2 separate regions of the Zea mays genome follow, and region 2 is linked to region 1. A link is a contact called in public Hi-C data. All regions are on one chromosome and are shown on one strand. The core of a region is the stretch at or near the end of the contact, and the rest is flanking DNA. Distances in the headings are between cores, read along the strand shown. Region 1 holds the start of LOC103639140 (putative phototropic-responsive NPH3 family protein). Region 2 holds the start of LOC100381518.

Evidence for each region. A called contact is a pair of places that touch in the nucleus more often than the background predicts.
Region 2: a Hi-C map of ear shows a contact between it and region 1, with 4 times the contacts expected there. The contact joins the promoter of LOC100381518 here to the promoter of LOC103639140 in region 1. A contact is called at or near these places in 5 of 25 Hi-C or Micro-C datasets (ear, leaf, tassel and 1 more).

What each region holds. Positions count from the first base shown.
Region 1 is chr9:135,316,666-135,323,952 of Zm-B73-REFERENCE-NAM-5.0, reverse strand. LOC103639140 (putative phototropic-responsive NPH3 family protein) reads right to left here and starts at 4,559. Exons shown (of 4, transcript NM_001323421.1): 1 at 4,358-4,559; 2 at 4,216-4,282; 3 at 2,929-4,113; 4 at 1,828-2,797. The coding sequence starts at 4,449. The coding sequence ends at 2,210.
Region 2 is chr9:135,785,553-135,792,839 of Zm-B73-REFERENCE-NAM-5.0, reverse strand. It overlaps LOC100381518, which reads right to left and starts at 2,859. Exons shown (of 3, transcript XM_008660544.2): 1 at 2,460-2,859; 2 at 293-1,162. The coding sequence starts at 2,471.

The DNA of each region.
Region 1 (7,287 bases), core at 3,310-5,809:
CACACCGGACAGTCCGGTGCGGTGTCCGGTGTGCCACTAAAATTCAACTCTGAAAGCTGCGCTCTTGGGTTTCTGCGACGGGGAAAGACTCTGCCGTGGACCAGCCTGGCCCCACCTGGCAGAGGGTGCACCGGACAGTCCGGTGCCCCAAAGCCAGAAACACTAAGTCTTGTTTTTCAGCTGATTTTCAAATCGGTTTTCGCTCTAACTTGAGTGTGAGTTCTAGAGTGACACCTAGCACTGTGTATGAGTGTGATTGTGCACCAATACTACACTAGAACTCTCTTGGTCAAACTACTCATCGACAACCCCTCTTTATAGTACGGCTAAAAGAGAATAAAAGACCTAACTAAATCGCGAGTGTCCACATCTCCTTGACACTCGGACTCCGTAGACCTTCACCTTTTTGTTTCGTCGTTTTAGCCGTCGCTTCGAGTTCTTATCTCCGGGATTGTTTTTACCGTTGTAGTACTTCTACCTGTCATGTGACCTAAGGGCATGTTTGGAACGATACCCCGAGCGCCATAACACGCCACATTTTAGACGCCGCAGGTCTGGCATCCAATTTGGCCGCCGCAGGTCTGGCAGGGTGTGGCGCCGTAGGCTGCTATCCAAACTGACCCTAACTTACGATTTGTCTCTGCAAAACACACGTTAGTCACATATAATGTTACGTTGTCATTAATCACTAAAACCAACCAGGGGCCTAGATGCTTTCACATGGCACATGAAAATGAAATCATAATGGTTATGTTAGTGTACAAAAAATTGACTGAGACCCATTTAAAGTATGGTTTTAGTGCTTGTTGATCATAATGACCATTTGGATTAACATTATTTGCTAATGTCTTAGATATAGTTCAAATTATGCACAAGTAGACTTGGACTAAGCCAAGTGTGTGATCAGGATCTTAACAAGATATTAGAAGATATATTAAAGACCTACAAATAATGCAAGAGTCTACTATACAGGATGGGAGAAACTCTAATAAACACATGCAAAGAAATGAAGAAAACACATGCTCCTCAGCACACTGAATAGGTCTGGTGGTGCACTTGGTAAAGTATCAGATAACATCGGTACTATGTGAAGAAGGACAACTACAAACATGTGTACTGAACAAATATGTTGCACCAGATACCACTAGATGTGCTTAGTGATGCACCTAATACTGCACCGAATAAAATAGTCACAGAGGTTGTAGCGTTGTAAAAAAGTTATTAATATCTATGATGATAAATAATATAACTACATTTGTTATTAAATATATTTTTATAATATATATTTGGAACCATAAATAGAGGTATTATACGATACAGGAGCGGGGATATACGACTGGCTACCCTTGGACCTGTTAATTGCAATGGAAGGTAAGTTCGGGCTGTTCGGCCGTTCGGTGGGCCCTTGCTGGCTTGTAGGGCCAATGGATATCGTTACGGGCTGGCTGGAAATTCGACCAGTGTTTCTCCCCATTAGCAGGCCCAACCCAGCAGCCTTAACTTCTTATCTTAGTGGGTTGAGGTTATATACTTGTTACGGAGAATTAAAGTAACTTTGTCTATGAATTCTAAGGTAGTAACCTTCAGTTCCTTAGAGCGGACCATAAGGTCAGTCTCCTCTAGTCATAAACTTCCATTATTTAATTAATAGTATTTTTTCTACTTAGCTGAGAACAATTTCGCCTTAGGAAGAATTTTTTCAAGTTTCCTAATTTGCTGAACACAGTTTCGCATTTTTTAGTTTTTTTTCAACTTTCAATAAAGGTGGAATTAAAATAACCTTCTTACTTTGCTGAACAATTTCGCCTAAACAAGAAATAGAAATCGCTCGGCTGAACGGAATTTGGCCGGAAACTACAGAGAAAACAGGAGGAACCATGTGTCCACTGGTCCCAAAGATACATACACCCCTCGAAACCTTTCCATAGTCCATCCATCCATATACATGAATCGCATCGCATGCTGTGTCGAACGCCATGACTTTCATGAGCAGAAGACCACGCGATGCCCGCACCGCACGAAATCCGGGAAGAAATAAACCTGCAGTGTGCACTCACTCAAACCATGTCTTCCTTTCTTGTATGCTATGCACAATTGCACACGCGAAACTTTGCTGTACGCACGTACAGTAGCGTGGCCACTCATCCTCGCGAGCACGCTCGATCGGCAGCGTGCCCGCCGGTCGCCTCTCCGATTCGAGGAACCGAGATCATGAGATGGAGTGGCGGCGGCGGCGCTGGAAGAGCACCTTGGCGTCGGCGGTAGCCTTGGCCCCGAGCTGCTGCAGCCCCGGCTCGGCGGCGGGGCGCATGCGGAAGAGCCTGCCGAGGCTGCGCGCCAAGCCCCGGAGCAGGCGGTTGGCGGGGCCGACGCGCACCAGCTCCCGCTTCATGCTCACGTGGTCCTTCTCCAGGTCCGTGAGCCGCATCCGCATCCGCGCCACCTCCAGCTTCAGCTCCCGGTTCTCCCGCCGCACCGACGCGTAGTTGTCCCGCGGCGACATGGCGCCGCTGCCCACGCCGCTGCCGGAGCGCATGTTCACGCTGCCCTGCACCGACGCGGCGGCCGCGGCGCACCCGAAGAAGACCGCCCCGTCGTGCCCGCCCATGCTGCTGCCACCCCCGGCCTGGATCGCGCTCCGCAGCCGCAGCTGCTCGAAGTAGAGCACCTGCACCGCCATCTGCACCGGGAGCCGCTCGTTCTGCGCCGCGTGGCTGCACGCGTCCGGCGTCAGCCGCTGGCAGTCGATCGCCTTGCACAGCCGGTACCGCTCCGCCTCCTTGATGTTGGGGTGCACCTGCATGCACGCAGACAGATATACAGATCGATCGGCAAGCACGTTAAGCTAGGTGGCTTTTGGTTCTGGCTAGCCAAGCAAATTAGAACAGGCTGAATTGGTGCGGTGCGGTAGATGTCGCGTGTCTTGACCTTGAGGAAGATGTCGACGGCGCGGTAGAGGCCATCGGTGACGACGCGAGCGTGGTCCGGGAGCAGCTCGGCGAGGGAGATGAACTTGGACGGGAGGATGTTAGAGTCGAGCGCCACCTCCGCGAGGTAGCTGTCCAGCAGCTTGGCGGCCTTCACCAGGAGGCTCTGCTTCGGCGAGCGCGGGCTGTCGTAGTCGAACCCGTCGTCCTCCTCGTTATGGTCGTCGTCGAGGTTGAGGAACACCGAGAAGATGCGCGCCACCACGTCCGTGTCGTACAGCGCGTGCTGCTGACCGGCCGGCGCGCCCACGGCGGCGCCCGCGGCGATGAGGATGTCCTCCAGGATGGCCTGGTCCATCTGCATGCCGATCCGCTTCTCCAGGTCGGCCCTGCAGATGCTGGACGCGGACACCGCCATCGACGTCTTGAGGAGCCCCGAGAGGAAGGCCATGGGCACGGGGCTCTTCCTGGACTGCGCCGGGAGAAGGCCCACGATGGCCTCCACGACGGCGCGCTGCTTCTTGACGGCGTCGGCGTCCGCGCCGCCGCATCTGTGCACGTCCCTGGCCATGAGCCCGTGCAGCGCGTTCTGCGCGTAGTTGATGAGGATCCTGGTGACCGTCTCCTGCTTGAGCCCCTTGGCCTTGACCGCGGAGAGCAGCCGCTGGAAGAAGTCGAGGCCGAGCGCGGCCACGGACTTGCCCCACCAGTCGGCCGGCGGGTCGAGGTCGGCGAACGCCGCCGCGGGCTTGAGCTGCGCGCACTGGTCCAGCTTGGACAGCCCCGAGGTGAGCTGCTCCTTGCACACGTTGGTGGCGACGGCGGCGATGAGGCGGGGCACGAGGCCGACGTCCTCGGCGGCCGGGAGCAGCGCCTCGCAGCTGCGGAGCACGGCGACGGAGCTGGCGATGCTGGGGAGCACCGCGTCGCGGAGGAAGGCCTCGGCGCGGAGCTCCAGGCTCTTGTCGGAGAAGTCGTCGGTGATCTGCAGGTAGTGCGCGGCGCAGCGCAGCATGGCGACGTTGGCGACCGTGACGTCCACGTGGACGCCGTAGCAGAACTTGGCGGCGAGCTCGAACGCCGGCGCGCCCCCCGGGGTGCCGTGCAGGCTGAGCCGCGCCAGCTTGGCGTCCTTGGCCTCCGCGACGAGGCGCCGGATCTTGCCGCTCCGGGAGACCAGCGGGAACTGCGCGAACAGCTATGCCGCCGGCGTTAGCACATCGTTTTAATCTTCTTTCTTTTTTTTTTTCGTTTTCTTGTGGAAGGGCAAGGAGCTCTCAGCTCTCACCTTGTGGAGTGCGAAGCTGGAGGTGCCGACCTCGACGGTGAGGTCGCTGGAGACGTCGGTCGGAGGCCTGGCAGAACGCAGAGTCGAGTTCAGGAGAGGAGCACAGGATCCGAGGAACGAAGCAGGAACGCGAGTGAGTTACCACTCATTGGCGTGGCGGCTGATGAGGCTCGGCCGGAATGTCCTCTTCCCGGAGATGCTCTGCTTCAGCTCTGTCACCGTCGCCACGCCCATTTTCTCTCTCTCTCTCTCTCTCTCTCTCTCTCTCTCTCTCTCTCTCTCTCTCTCTCTCTCTCCTCTACTCTTCACTGTCTCTCTCTCCAATGAAGTCAGCACAGCAAGCAAACACTGCGAAGGGATGCACGCCAAATATGTTTACGTGGGCGTCAGGGCAGAGGACAGTGCAGCTTATTTGTAGCACTAGTGCCTTTTAGACAGTGGCCGGTGTGTGTGTGGTGTGGGAGTGCGTGCAGAAAGCCAGTCCCAAATCTGATGCCCACGCCCATGGGCCGCAGCTATAGCTCAATTCAAAAGGCTCTCGCTGGCAAAAATGCTACGGCTAGCCTAGCCACGGCCATGGATCACAGTCACAGATGGAACGGAGGTCTGATGATGGCGGCGCGGACTGCAAAGCCATGAGCTATAAGGAAATGTATAGAAAAGGGGGACAGGGAGCATCATGCTCATATAGGCCTTTTGCCCTTGAGAAGTTAAGGTGTGATCATGTGAATCATGCTCGTCGTAGCGTAGGCGTCTGCGTTTCTCCTAACGGCCGCTTTCCTGATGATGCTGCGGCGAGCTGCCGGGAGAGCTGCAATCATGCGGTTCATTCAGGATTCAACCCAATGTGTTTGGGATGAGACAGGAAACATGCATACCTCTCATCTTGTTCGGTTGCATCTAGATTAAAGGGATTAAAGAGGATAATTCTTTGATCTACACGCAACCGAACAAGTTCTAAATATGCATGAGTCATCTCACTTTATACTAGCTCGGTTCCTTTTATAGTAGAACTATTCTGGCACCGTCCTTAGTTCAGTAAACATGGGTTTGAGGCCTCACAACTCAAGATCCTCTATGAGCTCAGCATCACACCCCCACCCGTTCGGTTTCAACTTTATCACAACACATCCTAACACGGTTATAGATGTACAGAAAGCACGTAGCACGAAAGCCTCTAGCCCGAAGCACTTTTTTTGGCCCGGTCTGACCCGCTTTTATACGGGTCCGGGCCGGCACGAATAAGCGGGCCGGGCCTGGACAAGAAATTATGCACGGTGGGCTAGCCCGGCACGACCCGTTTACCTCTAAACCCGTCAAACCCGTTTTTTGCACTAAACCGTGCTTACCGGTCCGTTTAGCCCACTTTTTTGGTCCGCTTTTTCCGTGCTTACCGGGTCGTTTAGGCCCGCTGTGAGCGGGCTCGGACAGGGAAACAAGCCCGCAGGCTTAGATGGCCCGGTCCGGTTTTCTAACGTGTTTGACGGGTCAGACCCAACCCAAAACGGACCGGGCTTCACCGGACCCGTGCCGAGCCAGGTGGCCCGTTTGGCCATCTCTAAACACGGTCGATCCCATTGTAACATTTGCAGGGGACCAGCATGACACTGCAGGGCTGGTTTCAGTCGTTGGCAAGATAATTGAAAGGTTATTAATTAAGTAGCCTACAAGTACGTATTTGGCTACAGTCACTAATGTAGAATTGAAGTGACTAACCCATATCAGTCGTTGGCAAGATAATTGAAAGGTTATTAATTAAGTAGCCTACACGGTCGATCCGGCACCTAACCCATATCCATGTGCTGGTTTACAAGTCTTTGCATACCATCACCTTTAGTTAGTTACTTGTAAAGACAATCGTTTGGAGAAGTCTTTTACGGGCGTATTTTGACTGTCAGTTATTCTCACGATGCTATATCATCACAATCTGCTACAAAACCAGTTTGTATCTAAATATGTTTGGGACGCGAATCTAGTTGTACAGATATCCTTTGCGATCAAGAGCCGGAGACTGCGATTCACCTTTGCCTCAAGTGCCCATTGCTTTGGAAGTGTGGGAGTTAGTCAGGTCATGGACCAATAATCTGATCATGCCGCCCAGCTCAGATATTCAGAGCTTCGATTCGTGGTGGGTTGCTGTGCTCCAAAACAAATCGAAAGAAGATCAACTCACTGTTTCGGGTTTGCTTATGTACTTCACCTGGAATATTTGGAACGAGCGGAATCGGCATATTTTTTAGGGCAAGCAAGCATCGACACAAGTGGTCTTTCATCTGGCCAAACAAGAAATAGCGTTGAGACGAGCTGCAGTTGGGCATCCATGTGTAGTGTAATGTCTTCTCTTTTTTGGATTGTGTTTGAGTGTTTTTCGTTATATGTAATAGCAACTTTTTAAGACTCTTGTTTCCCTTCTCTTCTTAAATGAAATAGCAGAGCTCCTGCACTAAGTTTTCAAAAAAAAGATATATTTATGTACAAACTGTATGTATGATTTGAACAATTGTTGCTTGAAAAAACTTTACAAAGTTAGACATGTTAATTACAAAAAGCGTGTGGCATAGAACAGTAAAACTGGGAACATGGGCTTAATTAGACAATAACAACATTTGCTGTTGTTTTCCTCATACTCCCTCCGTTTCTTTTTATTTGTCGCTGGATAGTGTAAAATTGCACTATCCAGCGACAAATAAAAAGAAACGGAGGGAGTAATTAAGACTGCGATCTCGTGTCCTACAGATTGGCGGCACACCTGATAGGATTGAAGTGATGAACCTATGATGCACATGTCTCTATGGTTAAATCCTGCACATTGATCCCCATGCTATGCAATCAGATCGCTGCCTGTGTGTGTGTTTGATCAAAGATCTCTCTGCCTGTGTACTACTACCTCCTAATACTAATTTTAATTAAGCCTTTGTGGGCCGGCCTGGGATCCCTGTGCAAATGGCCACCTTTTGGATAGTATAATATTGCACGAGGTGCGTTCTGCCATTCTGCTTTTTCATGTAAGATAGCTTTGTCTCGCTGGATGAATGGGTGCCTTGCGAGGCGGTGCAAATCATTTGCAGCGGT
Region 2 (7,287 bases), core at 1,610-4,109, 470 kb before region 1:
ACTAGCTATTACCTCTAGTGCATTCAAACCCCCTAAAACAAGTGACTGGAAATTGAAGAAATATAAATGGTGCAAATCAAATGTAAAAAGTTACTATAAGAAATATGTGTTTGCTTTATAGAACAATAGGAATTTAGGATGACATATGTAACGAGAAACTACAAAGCAAATAAATTTGAAATGTCATGAGAATAATTTCATATTCAACCAAGTCAAATTAATCAGTGAACAACAATGAAATGGCAAAAGAATCATTTTTTTTCTACCAGTGCCAATGCAACATACTACATACCTCAATCAACGAATCATGAGCTTCTTTAGGGATTTTAGATTTCAGACGTGATATTAGCTCTTGCTGTCGCCATCCTTGAAAAATGCGTTCCCCAAGAATGCATTTCCTAGTTTTCGCCTTTCTACAGTCAGACCATCTTTTGTACGCATCTCTTCTATAGAACTTCCCATAGTAGTATGCAAGCACATCACCAACAGTCTTTGTACCCAAAAACCTGCTCAGCAGGTTGAGATTCTTGCCGAAAATGTAGAGCCCAAGGAGAAAGATCTCTGCCTCAAGATCACTCCAAAGAGCAATGGGTGAATAAGGCAGCGGATTTAATTGTTTGGTTTCTCTCTGCTGCATTATTGAATTATTGGTGACATTCTGGCCTTCTTGAGAGGGGCAAGGGGCCATTTTTTCATTATATGCTTGATTAATGTCAGATTTAATTTGAACTACAGGAACTACTGCATGTAGATCCTGGAATGTCGGATCACATCTGCCAGTGTCATTGCTGGTTGCACAAGTTGAGGTCACCTGACTTTGCACATCTCCAGTGCTGCCTTTTGTTCCAGATTCTGAATAATTTTGCATTTGTAATACCTGTTCTGTCTTACTGGCTTCTCTTGGTGATGCCCATATAATTGGTAAAGTTAACCCAACCACAACAGGATAACCATACCCATGCAATATGGAATCATTATGTGAACTAGCCATGAGCTCACGACGTTCATCTTCTGTAGCCAGATTGGGGATTTCTGCCTGGTGCTCACTTCCGATGCGTGGACATACAGGCGAGTCACCATATATCACATCTGAAGCAAGAGAAGCTTCTGATGAAGATTGGTGTTCACCATTGTCTTCAAAATCGAGTGATTCTGGCTCCATCTATCACAATTAGAACAAAAAAGGTGCAGTTGTAAAGAGCCATTGCAATAGTACGCAATACAAGAACATATGCATCATCATTACAAATAATGAAGTTTGTTATGTAAACTAGGAGCATGCATGTGCAAAATTTCTTCCTTTTATTTTTTAAGAATTCTTGTGAGTTAGTATGCATTTGAATAAATTATCTGCAACAAGAAGGAAACCAACAGTGGTAATTTACTACCCTTGCAGTAAAAGTGAGCATATGAAGTACATATATAGATGTTGATATGATTAGCTGTATCTGTAATAATTAAAACCTAGCATAATATCTCGAACGTAAGATTAAGGGTGGAAATGTTTTCAGGAAAGGAGTTGACTTTCCTGTCTATTAGTTGCAATCTTACTGTGGAATAAACAGCAGAATGCAATAAGGTTTCCTGCCATGCAAGAAATTGTAGTAGAGGAAACAATACTACAGCAACTCCAGGGTCATCAAAATGATGTACTATCGGTTCCAACAGAAAATTTGCATAACATGGAAACACAGGCACGCTAGCTCTTGCAGGCAGCAAATGAAGTCAGTGCCTACTATGTATAAGATTCATCAACGAGGGGCCATCGATAAACATAGGCCTCAAGTGTAATGTGTGTCACAAAAGAAACAGAAAAACGAATTGGAGGATTCAATCACTGCACGGACCACAATCAATGCAAAATTATTTAACAGCACCAAGCCATCAAGCACAGAAGCACTGCACCATCATGAACAGAACCTATTGGCCAACACTTTGTCCAGCTCCTCACCGTCACCGTAAGCCTACACGACAACAACCAGAGCCACGAGATCAAGCAAACCAAGTAAATTCTACAGGCACCGATCAAACAACAAACCGCATCCTGCGAATCTATCTCAGGCCAGGCACCACCACAATCCTACGGCCCACGACTGCAAATCCTGCAGACACCGTGGAAACCAAGCAACTGAACCGACCACCAGCAAACGAAAGGAGAAATCGAGCACAGGCTCGCGGCCAAGAAACACGGCCGACCAAACCGACGCCCGGACCAGCACCCAAGAACGCGCGGCCACGTGGCACGAAGCACGGATACGAGCGTAGAGAAACACGCCGGGAGCGCGTGATCACGGACGAAATCCCCATGGCGGAGCACAGGAGCGCGCCCCAAGGCAACGAACCCATCGCAAAACGAGGGACCGTGCGACGCGCTACCAAGCGAGAGCAGCACAGCCTCTCGAGCGGAGCGGGAGCATGAACGAATGCGAGATTAGAGGGAACAGGACAGACGGGCAAACCTTAGTCTTCATGCACGCCGCTCTGGCAGGTCCTGCCCCAGGCTCCGGCCACGAGGAGCCCTCCGACCTCTCGGACGAGAAACAGACGGCCCCGGCCGGTAGCGAGAGAGAATCTCTGAACCGGACGCTAGGAGCGGCGAGATTGACTGATGGTTTGCGGCAGGGAAGAGTACGAGCAGCGCGCCGCAGGGTATGGAGAGTGGAGAGTACGGCGAGGCCGAGGACCGGCCGAGGACGGTGGTGGGTTGGACCGTTGGAGTGTAGAGAGGGAGAGAGGAGGCGGGGACGGGGCTGGAGAGGGGGTGCTCGGGCTTTAAAGGCAAAGAGAAGGAAGGAAGAGAAGAGAGGACGGTGACGGGGAGAGACGGAAATTGGTGGTGCCGTGGTGTGTGTGTGGTGGTGTCGCGGTAGACCGGCGGAAAATAGCCCGGACCGGGTTTGGGCCGCCTGGATTGTAACGGAAACGAGGGTCACAACACCAGGCAAACCTAGGTGTGTTTGGTTTGTTAGGCCTAGTTTATTTATCCTATAGATTATATAATCTAACTTAAATAATTTAAGAGGTAAACAAACAATATAAATTATTAGATGAATTATGTAATCTAGATATATAGATTATAATAATCCATAAACAAGTTAATAAAAATGTATTTGTTTCCCTTTTAGATTATATAGGTTAAATTATGTTAGAAGGATAAAATATCACTTGACATTACATATTAAGCTAGAATAAGCCAACATTTAATAGCTTATTTTAGCTTATTTATAATCTAAAATAATATTTTACTCTCTTACCCTATCAACATAATCTAACTTATATAATCTAGGAGGGAAACGAACATGGCTTAAGTGCTTATATAATCCATAAGTTGGATTATATAATTTTAAAAGGAAACAAACAAAGCCTTAGATAAGCAAGAAATCGTTTGCCTTCGCCGCTTTGGTAAAGATTGTAATTGGTTGTTTAGCGTGGTTAGAGGTTTAGAGCACGGTTGCCCTTGCTTCACCTCTTTGGGATTTGGTTTCTTAAACAAACTTATCTAACATATGTAACGGGCTGGTCCAGTTTCTCTCAAGAAACAAATTTATTTGATTTCCATATAATCTATAAGAACTTGAGAAATGTTATTGTTCCAACTATAAATCCATGAACAGTTTGGCAAGGGTTTCCTTGTTCTCTCTAGACTAGTTTTAGGTAGGAATTCTCCTTTTTCTAGCTATAAAGAGAAGGATTCAAGTCACTGGCGAATCTAGCCAAAAATATTGTCAGGATCAGCAAGATCAGGTTTGCTATATGATACAAATTTTCTTAAACTTTAACAATGTTTTTCTAAAGGATTTATAATTTTTATCGGGGCTCGGCTGACCCCGACAAACACCCCTAAATCCGCCCATGATTCGAGAATCCTTATAAAAGAGGAGTTAATATAGTTGTTGGAGACTTGCTCTAAAATGCTAAGAGTTAAGAACAAGGCAACATAAAAACTGTTAAATGTAAAAGTCCTTCGTCCTTAAAGACATTACGTCCCTTCGGATATAATGAATTCCGGACGAAGGTCACGAAGGAAAAGACCTTCGTAAGTTCGATAGATGATGAAGAAGAAAACATATATGAAATATGAATAATAATACAGATATTATCATCAACTTATTTTTATTATCAAATTTATAATAACAAATTATAAATGTACCTTCAGATTGATGAAAAGTAAAGGTACAAGCGTGATGCAAAAAGCGAATGCCATCTATTTATAGGCGCGAGACGCAGCCCGTGTAGAATTACATTAATGCCCTTTACATTTATCAATAACTCTATAATAATTCTTCGAGGTCTAATTTGACTTTTCATCTTTAAGTCGGTTCCTCTTTTCTGCCGTCATACCGAAGCTTTTCTGCACATAGCTTCGTGATCATCTTATCCTTCGTCATGATCGCCTTCCGTCCCGCTCAAGCTTCGTCTTGACCAGACACTTGTATACCCGTAACCTGATTCCGAAGATACCTGTTCACATATTTTACTTGGAAAATATTGTCAAATCATGTCTTTGAGGACCTTCGGAAGGCGAAGGCCCCCAACAATAGTTCTAGTCTCTTCATTTCCTCTCTTCATTATAGCAATAAGTGAGATACAATTTAGCTGAGAACGACAAGTATAGAATGACCTAAGAAAATAATATTTTTTTTGAAGTTCTGAATAAATATATCTGGCTAAAGGATAAAATGTAGCTAAAGGCCTTCTCCAACATCTTTCTAGTCTATCTAAAGAGCGTCTACAGTGACATAACACATGCCATCGAGCTGTATAACCGTAGGGAAGCGTATCAAACACGCCTTGTTATATGGCCATTACTATGTGCTTGCACACTGATAAGAAAATCTAGACGCAACACTCGAAAAAATCTCGTGTTAGTGTGGATGGCAGGATTTGAATTGTCTAGTGTATGACGCAGGCGCTTGCTGAAACGGAAATGGGGACCATAGAGTTGGGTGATACCCATGACATTGTGGATGCCAAAATTTGAGAAGCCTTGTGCATGATTGCTATCTAAAACAAAAATGAAAAGATACCACACAACATGTCATATTTTTAGGCTATGTGTGTGACCCCTCTCACTCAAGACCAATGACTTGCTTGATATGAAAACATCAGAATTTGTTTGAAAATTTTAAAGAAATATAACATTTCTAATTATTTAAAATTAAAGTCACGAGTGAAATATGTTTGGCTAAAAGCTCAGATCTCATCTATTATTGCACCTTTGTGACCTTCTAAAGGGCCTCTGCAATGACGTAACGCATGCAAAAGTTGTATCCACCGAACTCTATCTAGCCCCAAGGGAGTGAATCAAACACGTTTTTATGGTTGTTAGTATGTGCCTTCACGTTGGCAAGTAAATTCGAATGCAGCACTGAAAAACAGTGTGTTGGCATCGACAACACGATTTGGGATGTCGTCTAGTATGCCATGCGTGTACATGTTGAAACAGAGATGGGGACCACGAAGTTTAGTGATCCACGTGATGTTGTGGATGGTAAAACTTGATAAGTCTTGTTTGTGCTTGCTAAATGAAATAGAAATGGAAATTACTATGCATTAGGTCATACTTTTTGTCTTCGTGTGACACCAATCACGTGACATACTTGGTTGAAAATATGAAAATATTTTTTCTATTGTATTAAATTCTTAGGTGAAATATGTTAGACTAAAGGCTTAGATCTAGGTAAAGACCATCTCTTGCACCTTCCTGACCTATCTAAAGAGTATCTACAATGACATAACATAAGAAAAAGTTGTATCCATATACTGTCAAGCCTTAGGGAAGTGTACCAATCACATCGTATTTGGTCATTAGTATGTTTCTACACGTCGACAAGAAAATTTGAACGCAACACTGAAGAACCTTGTGTCGGTGTGGACGTTAGAATTTGGGGTTTCTAGTATGCAATGTGCCTACATGTTGAAAGAAAAATGGTGACCATAGAGTTAGTGACCCGCGTGATATGGTGGATGGTAGAATTTGAGAAGTCCTGTATACATTTTGCTAACTGAAATGGAAATGAAAAGTTACAATACAACATGTTATACTTATTGGCTATGCATAACCTATCTCTCATCCACGACCCGTGACTTACCTGGTTTGAAAATATTGAAGAAAGGGAATATTTTTCTTATTGTTTTAAATTCCATGGTAGAATATGTTGGCTAGAATCTCATATCTGGCTAAAGGCCCTCTCCTACACCTTGACTTACTCTATAATGATTTAACACATGAAAATAATTGTATCCGCTGAGTAATCTAGCCTCAAGGAAGCATACTAAACATGCACTATATGGTCATTATTATGTGATTGCACGTTGACAAAAACTGGATGTAAGGGTTGAAAAAACTCGTGCCAATGTGGATGGCAAGATTTGTGTTGTCTAGTATGTGATGTGCCTACATGTTTAAATAGAAATCAGAATCATAGTGTTGGGTGACTCATGTGACATTATGGATGGTAGAAGTTGAGAAGTCTTGTTTATGCATCTAACTAAATTGGAAACAAAAAGTTACCATGCAACAGGTCACACTTTTATGCTACATGTGACTTTGCTTACTAATGATTTATTTGATTACTTTTATAAATTAGTTATCATATTAGTTCTTTAAAATTTTCTACACTTTGCATTTACTCCTAAAATTTATAGGATGTCATTACAATATTTTTTATAATCAAAGTATATGCACATATATCATACCATGCAGATAAGTCCTACCCTTGGAAGAGATATTACTCTTGAATGGTAGGAACTATTCATACTAGTGACATGATAAACTTGTTTCCTTGAAGTACATGATCTATTAAACACAATATCCTAAAAGAATGTTTTGAATATAGAAGTCAACATCCCATCAACCCATTCGTCCCACATGCCAGTCTTACAACCCATCTATCACACATGTGAAAAGCTCTTAGACATGAATATTTGTTCTAAGACACACTAAACTCGTATAGGACACATTACATTAACTATTCCTAGATATACCAGAGATTGATTCCCTATTTGTCGGTGTTTTGGAAATTGGGGGTCCTAACCAACTAGTAAATTTGTGATGCGTGCTCCTGTCCCGGATGGTTGATGCAAGAAGACACAAGATTTATCTTGGTTCGGGAAAGAGAAGACCCTACTTCCAGTGGGGGAGGAAGGCTTGTATTATCTTACACCTAAGTGCTCGTAGTAGGGGATACAAGCGAGTCGAGAGGGAGTGAATCCCAAGTCTGTAAGCATGATTGAGGTGAGTGCCAATATCGGGAGTGAGGTCAGTTGTGAGCCGTGAAGTCCTGT